Regions from separate parts of the Mus musculus genome. Here region 2 is linked to region 1. A link is a contact called in public HiCAR-type data. All regions are on one chromosome and are shown on one strand. Each heading gives the region's core, a stretch centred on a gene start, on an enhancer-like site or on the middle of the called end of the contact. The rest is flanking DNA. Distances are from core to core; before and after follow the strand shown.

The links. HiCAR-type assays count read pairs that join an accessible place to other places.
Region 2: a contact with region 1 is called in a HiCAR-type map of astrocytes, with 4 times the contacts expected there. The contact joins the promoter of Scml2 here to the promoter of Adgrg2 in region 1. A contact is called at or near these places in 1 of 39 promoter capture datasets (hippocampal neurons) and 1 of 115 datasets of contacts at active chromatin or transcription factors (astrocytes).

What each region holds. Positions count from the first base shown.
Region 1 is chrX:160,384,555-160,392,072 of GRCm38.p6, forward strand. Adgrg2 (adhesion G protein-coupled receptor G2) reads left to right here and starts at 6,136. Exons shown (of 28, transcript NM_178712.4): 1 at 6,136-6,195.
Region 2 is chrX:161,161,059-161,168,368 of GRCm38.p6, forward strand. Scml2 (Scm polycomb group protein like 2) reads left to right here and starts at 1,692. Exons shown (of 26, transcript NM_001290651.1): 1 at 1,692-2,190.

The sequences.
Region 1 (7,518 bases), core at 4,886-7,385:
AGCCTGCTTTTTTATAGAACACAAATCTACTTGCCCAGGGATGGCTCCACCCACAATGGGCTGGGTCCTCCCCCATTGATCACTAATTAAGAAAATGCCCTACAGGCCTGCCTACAACCTCACTTATGGAGGCATGTTCTCAATAGGGCTCCCCTCTTCTCAGATGATTTTAACTTGTGTTGAGTTGACATAAAATTATCCAGCCCAAACACGAACCTTATTTACATAGGGAGGTGAAATAAGGGAAATAGCAAAGCCACAGTAAAATTTGCTACGAGCAAGATCTCGTGGGAGGAGGCATAAGATGAAACAGAATATTTGAATGGTCTCATAGTGTCTTTCTCTAGGGGAAACTAGAGTAGTATGGGGAGTCTTTCTCCAGCTGTTTCCCTCTGAACTGAGCTCTATGGTTTCAAAAGATAAGAAAACCCATTTAAAATTGTGTGATCAGGGTACTATAGATTACCACCATCACCCCTCCCCTACACACACACACACACACACACACACACACACACACAACTGAAAAAGGCCACAGCTATTTAGAGTTCCTGTATCAGCACTGAGCTGAACGTGTCCTGAGCCCATAAATTATCTTCTTTCTCAATAACTAGGAAGGCTCCTTATCCTACCCCACCCCAAACCCATGGCCTTGCCATTGCTCATTGCCAGCCAGGGTGGTGGTGAGTTTCACCAGCTAATCCTAGTGCGCAGATGACTGGGTTGCCTTCTGCTTCCTCTGGATTTTCTAATTATTTGTATTGGCCAAGGGCCACATTCAGTCCTTTCCGAACTGGAACACATTCTCAGAAAGGGTTGGTCCCACCATCCTCATCTTGGTTTATGCCAAAGTCTGGTTTCATTTTGCATTAAACTGCCATTTGTAACTTTCATTGAACAGAATGACAGCATGCCCAACTGCCTTCATTCAGTGATTTTTTTTTTTTAACAAAAGAAGGCCTTCTTTCCTCTCAGGAGAATGCATGATTTATTTATCTCCTTCATTGTGCAATCAGCTCACCACCATTACAGCTAACACAATGTTCTAGAGAAAAATGTTTCTGTATCACATGGTGACTTCACCCAAGAAGGCAGTGACTAATTTCTCACCTAGATCTACCAACGCCTATACCAGAAAGGGAGAAGTTTATCACTGGAGATGAGACCACTTGGCTTGGACTAAGGGTGAATGAATACCTAGAAGACCAAGACCCCCTCTTGTTCTTTTTTTCTGCCCACGGTCTGGCCCTTGGCAGGTGTGGTAATCATCATCCGTGTTCTCCAAGGATCTCCAACTCTTCTCTTCCTGGACCTCCATAGGCATGGACATCCTGGCTCTCTGTACCTAGGTACAGTGTGTAAACACTTCAGATGATAAGTCAGAGCACGAATAGTACACATCAGTTCTAAACTGGGCATCTAAGATACTGTTGATCCAGAATGCTTCTCTCCTCTCCCCCAAACTCTGAGTTCATACTTTTGTATAGAGTCCCTACTTCAATGATAAACATACACAATGAGAAAGAAACCCTTGCTGTGTTAACCAGTGCTATTCTCAGTGCTGTTGGTTACTTCAGCATAACCCAGGCTTTCCTCACTATATGTGTAAAATAATATTTGTAGGGTGCTTTTGTTTGTTTCGTTTTTCTTAATATTGTGACATCTTTTTTAAAAAATTAGATTGTAACTTAATTATAATATTTCTTCCTTTTCTTTTGTCCCTCTTCTTCCTCTCATATACCCTTCCCCACTCCCCTTCAAATTTGGTCTCTCTTTTTTCACTAATTGTTATTGTGTGTATCTATGTATTGTATTATGTATATATATATATATGTATGTATGTATATTATATGTGTGTGTATTTCATTTTTCATTAAACTGCCTTTGTAATTTTCATTGAACAGAATGACAGCATGCCCAACTGCCTTCATTCAGTGATTTTTCTTTTTAACAAAAGAAGGCCTTCTTGCCTCTCAGGAGAATGCATGATTTATTTATCTTCTTCATTGTGCAATCAGCTCACCACCATTACAGCTAACACAATGTTCTAGAGAAAAATGTATATATATAAAACTTGTAAATCTGCATAATGGTTTGTATTCAGGGGTGATTGTTTGGCATTGGGCAACTAATTGGTGTCCTGTGTCCGATCCCTGGGGAAGGCCACCTCTCCCACTCCTAGCTTTCCTCAGCTGTCTATAAGGTTGAAGTCTCATGGCCATTTGGTTGGTTATTTTTTGAGACATGGTACTATATAGCCCAAACTGGCCTCCTAGTGGCTATGTAGATAATGAGGATCTTGAACTCATGATTTTTTTGCCTCACCTCCCAGGTTCTGAAATTATATGTGTGAGTGCACGCACATACATACACACACACACACACACACACACACACACACACACACCACTATCTATGTAAACCAGGTTGAACTGGAACTCACAACTCACAATCTTTCTTCTTTAACCACCCAAACAACAGAACTGCAGGTGTACACTGCTATACTCAGATAAAATAAATGATAAAATGAATGGATGGATGAAATCAGAAGAGACTTCTGAGTAGGGTTTTGTAATAAGATATCTATAAGGAAGATCTGAAGATGTGTTCATCTGACTGTGTGTACATGCCAATTTAGAGTCATCTTGGCTAGGGGTGTTTTCTTGTCTTATTTGTACAAGTACCCCATTTTTTATTTGTTTGTTTGTTTTGTTTTGATGTCTTTTACTTGTCATCTGGAGGTATTGGTAGAGACAAATCACCCAAACCAACCAACCCTTGGTACTACCACTGTAGTTCCAATTGCCTTCACTACTTCTTTTACATTTTATAAATGGGGAACTAAGGCACAGATAATTTAAGTGGAAATATCAATTACTTAATGGCCAAACTGGTAGACCACCACCAATTTCCTGATCCTGTATCAGGTAGTTTTGCTATGGTATTGTTCTCTTTCCTCTGCAGATGTTAAACACACAGGAGTCCAGGAGTCATGCTCTACTAATGGCAGTCTGAGCTCCATCACGGACTAGTCAAGGATGTTGGTTTTCACCTCCACATCTCACCATGAGTTACCCTGCAGATGTAGTGAATATTAAAGTACGTGAAAAATCTAAAAATTTTAGTTGCTCATTTTGACTGTTCATATTCTATATTGTTAGGCCACTCTCTTCACTTGTGCCTGACCCTCATGTTCCTGTGGCACTCTTCTGCTTTTGGGGAATAATGAATCTGTTTTAGAACATCATATGCCTTGTCTGTGCACTATTTGGCCACAGGTCAATTACATCTAAAGTTCTAAGGAGTACTGTAATGCTGCCCTCCTATGCCTCTTTTCTTGACCCAAATCACAGGGTCCTCCAGTGAGAGAATAAAAGGGTACCTACCCTCTTTCCTCACTTCTGCCATGTTTGTTAACTGTCCTGTGCCTGGTGATCAAACTCTGCCATCAGATCAAAGAATCTGTTGGGTAAAGGCCAACGTTACCCACTCTCTGGTTACTTTGGATAAATATTTAAGCATGAATTTTGACCACCTACAATTTTCCTTTATACCATCAGAAAGTACCGGGGTAGGAGGCAGGTAGTCAGAACTGCTTCCTGAGAAGGGCATAGCTCTTTGCCTCTGGCTGGAGGGGTCAGGCCCTAGCCACTTTCCTTTTCCTTAGGTGTTGTCATAGTTATGTTGCTCTATGAGTCAAGAAGAGAATGCAAGAGGCTGGAAGTGGATCAAAATATGAATTTTTAATTTTAGGGTAAGTACTGAGTCATGTTTGTTTTTGAGGCATATTTCCTTAAAGTTAAGTGTGTGTGTGTGTGTGTGTGTGTGTGTGTGTGTGTATGTGTGTGTGTGTTATAGCTAGTTGTTTAAAGGGAAAGCATGCTTATTCTGGTATCTTTCTTTTAACAATGTAAGCGATTTTGAATATAAAAACCCATATTTTATCTTTTTTTTTAAAAAAAGCGGAAGTGTAACCCGTATCTAGTAAGTGTTCATATCATAGGTGAGCAGTTCAATGAGTTTCATAAATGGAACAAGCAAATCAGTGTGAACAGTACCCAGGTCAAGATCAATAAATCCCTGTAGACAGCCAATTCTTTTTCTTGTCTGCTGAAAACTCCCCTCTAGCTCACTAGTGACCACTATCTTGACTCCTGACAGCACATATCAGTGGTGAGCAGAACCAAAATATATGGCTGTTTGACTTCCTTCACTTCCGTTCTTTATGAGTTCCACCCATGCCTTGCACAGCAGTGGTCCATACATTCTCATTGGCAGCCTGGTATCCTAGTTTGTGGTGATACCACCACCAGCACCACCACCAGCAACACCAGCACTACCACCACCACCACCACCACCACCACCACCACCACCACCACCACATTTCATTGAATTTTCAGTGGTAGGGATTGAATCTAGGCCCTCACACATACTATGCAAGTGCTAATATTAATACCACTAGGTGACATCTTCAGACTTCTTTTTACTTTTTCTTTGGAGGGGGCTCTCACTAAGTTGCCCAGACTGTCCTTGAACTCACTATGTAGCCCATACTGGCCTTGCCTTGAATTCACTATCCCTTGCCCTAGTTTCCAGGATATCTGGGGTTATACTACCAGGCTGACCCTCAGTTTGTTCTATGGCCAATGGGCATTTGGGCATGTTCTAAGTAACACAAATACTGTGCTGTGATATCCTTACTCATCTCTCTTGGTAAACATACAACTCATTTCTGTTGAGGCTGAATCTAAGGGGGAATTGCTTGTCATACAATAGTGGTACTCACTTTAGTACATCCTGACAGAGCTCTAAAGCGCTAAAAGCAATTTACATCCAACTAGCTTTGTATAAGAATTCTTGTGGCTCTATATGCTATGGAGTCTGTTTTATAATAAGACAAACACAACCATTTTAACCCTTTGGAATGACATGCAGTCTGTTTCTTAAATATACTCCCCACTTCCAGCCACAACTTCTGGCTTGTTATGTAACCTGGATGTGCTTCCTCTTCTCCACCAACTCTCCCTTAATCCATCCAGGCAAAAGTCTGTCTGAAAACACTGCCCATTCATTTCTCCAGCTAGACTGTTGTGAGTGTTAATAACTTGGTGTTTGTAAAACAAATACAACCCATCCTGCCAGGCAGAATGTATACCCTGAGCTTTGTTCAATGGGGCTGATGTAGCAGACTCAGTCACCCTACTCTTCAGATTTGCCCTTTATAAATAGCAGATCCCCAGGATTGTGAATTCAAATCAAAATCCAATTTTGGTCATAAAGAAAAAAAATGCTCTATTTCCCTGCACGTTATAAGAAATCAGAATTGTGCTTTCATATTGTAAAGCACTTTGCAACTATAGGCATTTCTTGACTGGAAAGAACCAGGAAGGAAATTCGGACAGCTTATATTTTCTCCTGGTCTCTACCTGAGAGTCAATACTGTGGAAACCTTATTCCAGAATTCTGTCTGTTAAATGGGCCTTTGAAAAGTTGTTTAAGTGATCTGAGTTTTACAGACCTAGCTTATAGTCTATGAAAGTGGAGATGCTGACCATGGGAATAGGAAGCCAAAGCAAGGTCTTATAGTGCCACACCGCCCCCAGTGTTCCCCCACCCCCACCCCCAAGCAGGCAGAGGAACGATGAGGACCCCTAGTTTTTTACTACCTAGTGAATTATATAGTTTCTTTCAGAAACCACTCAGCATGGTTCTTTACCAGGTATTTTACTCTGGTCCTCTGGGGGGAGGTCTGGTTTCTGCTTTCAGAAATATTCTGGCAAAGGGCGAGGGTTTTCACCTATCAGGAGCATGCGATGCTCAAAGTAGCCTGGGCCAGGCCTTTGGGGGATCAAGGCGACCCCTAAAGGTGAGCCACTGGGTGGAGGCTGGGTGGGGAATCGCGCCCTGCTAGCCGCCCAGCATCCTAGGGGTTCCCCACTGTCTAGGCTGAAGCTCTCCACGAGGCTGCTTCCCGGTGTCAGCGCCCCGCCCGCTCCCCACCTCCACGCCCAGCCCCGCCACACTGAGCGCTCGCCCCGCCACGCCGGGCAGCTGCAGAGCAGGCGGGCAAGTGGTCCGGGAGCGGCGGGGGCGGCGCCCAGCCCGCGGGAGGGAGGAGGAGGGACGCGGCCCGACAGAAAGGGGAAAAGGAGGGCCCGAGGACGCCAGCAGCCAACCGGTCACCGGGACCCGCAGGTGAGTGTGGCGCCGAGAAAGGGTATCTGAAACCCTAGGGGTCTTAAGACCTAAGCCGCTGAGCCAAGGACAGGCGACGGGCCCGGCGGGCTCGATGGCTGGGAGGGTGACTGGTGTGGCTCCCTGGGTTGGCGGTTCTGAGCTGGAGCTCTTGGGCCGTCTGGAAAGGCAGAGGCAAAGCTTGGAGCCCGGCGGATCCCGGGCTCCGTAAGTGGGAAAGTGCGTGCGGTGGGAAAGTAACCAAGTTATCCGTGAAAGGCAACCTGTAAATGGCAAAGTTCTAAATGATCTCAGACCCTCCTCCCCGTTCTGGGCAAAGGAACCAAGAGCTTTACTCTGGAGGGCGGTTTGCTAATGCGCGACTCCCTAGGACTCGGTTTACCTCCTGTGGCCAGTAAAATTGAAAGGTGTAGATGTGCCTTTGACCCACATGGGTCGAATGGGCACAGCACCCACATGCAGGGCCCAGAACAGGTGGCCCCCAGCGCAAGGAGGCATCCCAGACTGGCATCCCAGAACCAAGGAATGATAATCCTCTGAAAGGGGCAATCGGTCTTGAGATGTACGGTCTCCACCTGAGCTTGGGTTTCAAAATTCCGGAGCCCTGTACAAAGTGAGTGGAAGAAAGAGCTGACTCGCCTCATATGAGACACAGGAAGCATGACACTGAAGTCTCCCATGGTTGCTTCTACAAGAACACTTCTAGTCTGGCCTGGCACAGATGTATGAATCCCTTGGGGAGCTTGTTAAAATGAGGCTCTGATTCAGTAGGTCTGGGGTGGGACCCAAGAGTCTGCATTTCTGTCCAAGCTTTCAGATGGTACTGCTGCCTCATGGACCACACTGCTCCGCTCTACAGAACTGCTTCTTGTCCAACCGGCTGAAAAGCTTAAGAAAAAATGGAAGGTCAGGAGACAAGACGAAACTCTGAAGACTTCCCAACCTCATCTCTAACCCAGACACACAACACTCACGCTGAAACAGATTAACCAGTTGCTACTTGTTTAATAGTGAAATATTTTTGCTTTTCTTATCAACTTTCCAAACACAAAAGGCTCTGATAACAAAGCCAGCTGCCTTCACCGGCTTGCTACCTGCATGCACTTGGTGTAATGCTGTGATAACTCTTCCTATTTTTTTAAAGAAAAGGATCTGGTTTTGTTTTGTTCTGGGCTCCACAAATTATCTAGTCGATCCTGTCTTGTATCAGAACTGTGTCTGATCTGCTTAGGCTTCGGCTTGGTGAGGATGGTGGATAAAGGATTAGGATAGCTTCTACAGTTTTTCTCATAATTCTGAAGTTCTTGGCTATCTTAAGCTTAT
Region 2 (7,310 bases), core at 442-2,941, 770 kb after region 1:
GGCTCATGATGGTAGTTTTTCAGTTCTTCAGTTTCAAAATCGGCATCCTCATGTCGTAAAGACTCTGTGTTCTCCCTGGAAGTCTCAATGGTATATTGTCTTTATAGTATGAGTTACAGGAAAGAAAATTTTATATCTCCTTATAAGGGTGAGTATGCTACTGTGCTCTTCTGAAACTCAGATGACAACTCTTAGGTTATCTGTTAATCTGTTTATATTTGTATTTATTAAGTTTATCAAGTTTTTGTGTTTATCTGTTTATTTGTATTTATCAAGTGATTTTCAAATTGTGAAGCAAATCACCAGTAGTAAGTTCACCATGTTTAGATCTTTCTTGAACTAGGTACATTACAGAAATCAAGAATATGTGAGTTTGCATGTAGAAATAGGCACTGTATGTCCCAAGTTAGCAGCTAACTTACACCAAGAGAATACTGTATTATTTTCAGGGAGAGAGTTTCCTAATTAGTAGGAAGAGAGAAAGAATTTAATATCACATCATTCTGGAGATCTCTAGGTGTTAGGCCTGTTCAGTTTCAAAAGAATGGATATATGGGACTACATTCTATTTTACTGTCTTAGGCACTACTGGCCTCTTAGGGAGACAAAAAAGCTCTCCCTTTTTCTCCTAAAACTATCTTCTAGCAATGCCTATTATATACAATGCTAACATTCTTGAAGGAGTGGCATTTATTTCTTACTGTAAAAGTTGCATATGAAAATTATTTTACATTGGAGGAAATGCATATACTCTTTGTTGCTGTGGATATATGCTTTTAGTTTAGTCCATTATACATTAAGGTAAAAGATAGAAAACCTACACTCAGTTTTGGATAGAGGTATAGAGAGGAGACTTAACTTTTACTTTTGGCTAACATAGCATATTGTGTATTTTTCAAGCAAAACTTTGAAATTGGTTTCTTAACTCTGAACTAGAGGTGAATATTTTCTGTGGCATTTTGTGTGATGTATTTTGTGCAGCTGGATGCTATATTTTAAGGAATTTTTTCTTCCTCTCTTCCGAGTGATCTCCACTCATGCTATAGGTTTCTCTGAGGTGAGAAAGCACGTGCAGTTCAACACAAGTTGAACTATGTATTCAACCCTTCTGGGATCCATCAAATGTGAGCAAACGGGATTTGTCACTAGGCTAATCTCATGTCTTTAAGATTAAGCATAAATTAAGAACAATAGAATCCAGAAAGTGGGACTGGCAGGGCATTGGTGCCTAAAACCCATGGTGAAGAGGATTTAAGCTGAAGGAGCTGGAAGGCACAGCTCCAGTTCCATAGTAGGAGCTGAGTTTTCCTTGCTCCTTTGACTTGGTTTCTTGTGGAACTATTTATTTTTTTTGGGGGGGGGGTAAGTGGCCAAAATAGGAGTTAGCCAGGGATCTAAAAGTCTAATGGCAGTGAGTACCCAGCATGGAACTTGATGCTAGACCCCAGGGGTCTTGGGTACTTAGCCTGTTGCTAGGATTTCTGATCCTGAAGTATAAGGGAAAACTGCCAAAGGCTTTTTAGCATCACCACTTCTCCACGATGGCCACTGCTCAAACTCGTTCATGCAGGTTGCTGGGTCCTGGGCTCAAGCTCCACCCGCGGCAGCAGTCTTAGGGCGTGTTTGCAGCAACCACGGGCACACAGCCTGCTGTGGGAGGGTGGAGTGGCTGTGTCGGTTGTGGGGCATGCGCGGCTCTGCGCGCGGCTTCTCAAAAATGGCGGCTGCAATGTGAAGTCTGGTGCCTGCTCCCTGAGCTAGCATGACAGAAGTGCTTTTGCTCGGGCGGAGAAGACCCGAGGTGCTTGGTGGCCCTGGTCCCCCTTGGGAAGTGGAGATGGAGTCCTGATGTTGGAGTCCTGATGGCTGTCTGCAGGGCAGGGGAGCCTTAGGGGCAAGTCCTGCGCTGGGAACGCCCCCTTACTGCCGCGCCAGCGTCCCGCCTCAGTTTGTCCCAACACTCCTGCCTCACACCCCTGGAAGCTTTACCCCAGATGCCAAGGCTGCTGTGTCTAAATTAGTGTTCTCTGTGGGCCATCTCCGCTGCTAGCACTCGCTGCTGACCTTCACACTTATTCGGACCCTCTTCACTGGCTCATCTTGCTAGAGGTATTCGGCCCCTGGCCCAGCTCCCCTCAACAGGCCCCCTCCCCAGGAGCACCGACAGCGCCCTCTGCAATTCTCCCCAGGGTAGGTGGGGCCAGGCTGCAGCCTGGGGGCTTTGTGGGAGATTGGTAGGGCTAAGGGTCAGGAATGACTTTGAATGGTTTGGGCTGAGACAAGCACTTGGGAAGTAACTTGGATTTTGGTAGGGAATATCAATCTAGAAAAATGTGCCTGTGGCCTGGAGCCCCTTGTGGGTCTGATGCCAGGTATGTGTTTTGGGGATCCTGACACGTTTAGCCCTCCAGAGGGGATGACTCCTTCATAAAGCTGGACAGGAAGGCTAGGACTAATTTCCCCTGAGAGCCTTCAGGCAAGGAGATGTATTAAAGGAGATGATGGTCAGCAATCATGTAAAACTTGAATGTAGTGACCATTTGCTTCGAAACAGCTCTGTAAAGGTTCTTCTTCTTTATTGACTTTTTTTTTTTTTAAACCTGAATGGTACTTGTACTTCAAGAGTCAGAGAAAAAGATATTAGAATTTTATCGACTGTATTTTTAAGGGGGGAGGGGAGTGCCTTGAGCTATATATGTGGCTTCAAAAGCTTACTAGTAATCACCCATTTCTCCCTTCCCCACTTGTCCTGCCATGTATGTATGTGGGCAGCTCACATTTACTTACAGATTTCTATCTGAGGGTATTGATGTTTTAAAAAAGGTTGTTAAACACTTGTCATTCATCACAAAGTATGGTTATAATTTGAAATCTGATTCTGTTTTTGAAGAATGAGAATATTAAGCTTTATGACTTGCCATTAGTATGACTTTAGGATGCCATTAGTATGACTTTAGGATGCCTTTTAAAAATTGGTTGCTAAGGGGAAACCAAGGCAGGGGAGATAGCTTATGATGCATGATTTTCAACTATTGGAGATGCTTGTTTCCTTAGAGAGCATCAGTTGTTGCAATTTAAATTTTTCCAGGGACAGTATTATTTTCAATTTGAGGGAAGAATATTGTAAGATGTACTTGTGTATAAGCAGTTGTTTTATAGTGTTATTTCATTGGCATAACCTTGATTTTTTTTTCTAATTGTTTGGAAATGTTCTTTATTCCAAATGTAATGACAATTTTATCTTTTTTGCCCCCCCTTACCATTAAATAACCTATTTGTAATGATGGGTATTATTCTAATCTGTTTGTGGCTTTCTGTATTTAATGGGAGGAATGTTAAAATGAGCTCTTGAAAGTAAATCTAAGATTTTGAGAAGACAGTGAGTTTATCCATCATCTTTAGAATAGTTTGAAACTTATAAAGAACTTAGTCAAACCATTTAAATAGCTTTGAAAATTTTGAATACCATGTATGTCCTCCAAGCAGAGGTAAGTTCCTTATGAGCCTGTTCACCCCAGAAGTCCTGCTCTGCTTTAGAATTGTAATTTGGTGAGGGGGATGTTGATAATGTTACTGGTATTGCACTATCTATAAAGGATGTTTTAAAACTGATAAACAGAGTTGCTCCTTAAGCATCTTATTTGTCATGATTTGGTCAGGTATTTTGTCAGCCTTTTAGATTTATGGCTCAGTTAAGGTATTTATTAACCACCAGTGTGCATTTATTTTCTAGAATTCACCAAGTTCAAAATATATTTATTCAAAGTCCATTATGCATTTTAGTTTCTGGTGTTTAAGGAAACCAACCCACCAGCATCTTATCCTTGTATATTTCAAGGTTGCTAAGAACATCATAATTGATAGAGAACAAGCATTTCTTTGACTAATGGTCAAACTCAGTTACTTTTGCCACTGTTCTTTACATTCTGCTTGTAATCAAAACATATTTCTGACTTCTGTGATTTTTGTGCACTTTGTTAGGATTATATGAAGGTATATATTTTATGAGTTTATTTTCTGATTAGGCCTGTGGAAGACAGATATTTTGCAAGTGTTAGTTGAAATCAGTGTGCCCATTGGAAATTGGATATTTTTAATGCTAAGGAATTGCATATTTATTAGTAAGAAACTTAGGTTATAGCTAGACTTGCAAAGTACTTTACCTATTTCAAAATATATCTTAAATATCTCTAAAGCCAAAATAATGATTGTGATTTCAGCTACAGGCTAGAATTGACTCTCGTTTTCTTTTGAGTTTGTTCCTTTTTAGCTGCCTGCCTGTTTCTCCCAGATGCTTCCTATCACCCCTTTTCCTGCCCCTGTTCTCTTCTGTAGGTGTCTATTTCCACATCAGTGAAATGGTCGGATAACCCTGGGTTGTCTCACTAAGAAATAATTGACGATGGTAAAGTGCCTTGAAAAAGGCTGAGTAAATACTAGGTCTTTTGGATAAAAATGTTTTATTGTAAGTTAGCTTCAGAGACAAATTTTTAGTTTGAATTCTTGGGAGTGGGGTATTTTACTTGAGATTTTTATTGCCCCTGTCTTTGGGTTAAAGGCAATACTGGGGTAGATTCAAGAGGATTCTCTGTTTGAATTACTAGTCACCTAAGAAAATTAAAATCATTATTAATATCATAGAAGTTAGTACATGAGATCTTCAGATTTGAAGTGATTGTAGACACAGAACACCTAGAAATCAGAGAACAGATGATGGTAATTGTAAAGGTTTACCTGTTTTAGAAAGTCTGATATTTTTAGCATTTTATCTTAAGGGAAATAGAACGCAAGTTTGATTCATCTTAAGTCCAAACTGCTATAATTTATTCATTTAATTTTATAAATATAGACATTGTCTCAGTCAGGGTTTCTATTCCTGCACAAACATCATGACCAAGAAGCAAGTTGGGGAGGAAAGGGTTTATTCGGCTTACACTTCCATACTGCTGTTCATCACCAAGGAAGTCAGGACTGGAACTCAAGCAGGTCAGAAAGCAGGAGCTGATGCAGAGGCCATGGAGGGATGTTCTTTACTGGCTTGCCTCCCCTGGCTTGCTCAGCCTGCTCTCTTATAGAACCAAGACTACCAGCCCAGAGATGGTCCCACCCACAAGGGGCCTTTCCCCCTTGATCACTAATAGAAAAAATGCCTTACAGTTATATCACATGGAGGCATTTCCTCAAATGAAGCTCCTTTCTCTTTGATAACTCCAGCTTTTGTCAAGTTGACACAAAACTAGCCAGTAAAGACATAAAATAGCTTAAGTAGCTACACTTAATAGCTTGGGTTTTTGTTACTTGAGGTATAGAAATGCCTTTACCTGTATTTCATTTGCAAAAAATCTAACACAGTTGAATAGTTTTTTTTTTTAAAGCAGGATAACTTGAACAAATTTGAGAAACTATGTAAGATTTAAAATGAAATGTTTGGTTTTCATGAGTAAGACATTTATGATTATTTTGCCTTTGTTATCTGGTATAAGTAAACTTTGGTAGCCATAGAAATAATAGCAACAGTGTTTATGTTATAATTTCTATTAAACATAATGTCCCTAAAGCTTTATCCTATTTTTGTTTTGAGGCATGTGTTAGGAAGTTTTTAACAAGAAATGAGCATAACTTTGCACTTAGGTGAGAAATTGAAGAGTTTTCGGTACATATGGCCGCTGACTATGATGAGTCTTTCTAGACTAGATGAATTCTTTATTTTGAAGAGTTAAATGATAGAGTCAACTTGTTTGATTTTTGTGTAAGTAAGGAGTTGGGAAAAATTTGAAGATAAAGACCCCTCAGCTCCCCTACTTGTGACTTGTGTTTATGGCTGTGGTTCTGCCACTTTCTATGTTTATAGGACCAAATTGTTCGGACCAGAAAGACAGTGCTCACCTTTTGTAGCAATGTGCCATTGTAAACTTACAAAGAGACAGATACTCTGCAATTCTATGATATACTTGAGAATATGTTCTTTTCTTAGGAAAAGACTTCTGTGTATTGGGTCTTGCCTTCAGAATACATACCAGTTTCCTCAACTTTTTTTTTTCTCAAAAGGATTACCTAGTACAGAAATCCAGATAAAAACAACTCTTCTTGATATGTACCTTGTAGTCTTGAGAAACTATTTAAGTGTGAATATTGTCAAATTCTCTGATTTTAATATTTGTTCACTTTTACTACCTTAAATCAATTTTGGCTAGCTTTTATTTTGATTTATGCATATTTAAATTCTAATACTAATACAAATGTATTTAAGTTCTCTTAGTGCACAGAAATATACATCTTGCTGTGAAGCTCTTTTTTTTCCTTTGAAAAATTAAAGTATATTATTTGAAATCTTTTACATTAAACTTTAAAATTACTTAGAAGTAATGTTCAAATTTTAATTAACTTGTTAGAGTTTCATAAATTGGCCCAGATAAAACAGTCTTTGTGGTCACTATTGAGATAAAATACCTGATAGTGATAAGTGCATTTGTGTATTACTTCGTTTTAAATCACTTTATAATCAGACTTTTTCATTTTTTTCATTAAAAAAATTCAGATTTTATAATCAACGTTTTCCAAAAGTTTTAGATGTTTAAATGTGTAATTTACAGATAGATACCTGCTACATGTTTGAATTATTATCAGGGATGGTTAGTTTTTTAGACACTTTAGATGGTCGTTTATTACATATTTTTCTACAGTCTGTTGTTTAGTAGGTACTGTTATCATTCCATTATATCTTGTAGGACTGGTGTTAGAAACTATAAATCTAGGCTCACTGATAATAGAAGTAGGCTGTAACTTGATCTACTTCTTTTGTCAAAATATAGCACCATGAGCTGCCTGTAGTAAATTGACATGCCCTGCCATTAACTCTAACTCTTCACAAATGTCAGTGGCCAGCAGTTCTTTGAGCAATTAGCTTATGGATGTGTTTTAAAACCTTAGGAATTTACAATCATAAATTAATATTTTGTCAACCTTTTACTTGTCTTTTATATATTTTCTGATATGGAATTCTACCATATATGTTTTTTTCTTTTATATATTTCATTTTTTGATCCAGGGTCTCATGTAGCTCAGGCTGGCATTGGGCAGAAATTCAGGGGCATCCTGTCTCCACTTTTAAATGCTGTTGGATTTGTATTGATGTAGAAAAAGAGTAACTTCAAATTTGTTGTGGTAGATCTTACTAAAACATTATTAGGAATCTCTCTAGAAATTTTTATTTTATTTTATTTTTTTATTTTTGGGAGGATACAATTTGACACAAATCCTTAATACCATCATATTCTAAGTATTTCTGAGTCAACAATAGAATTTTTATT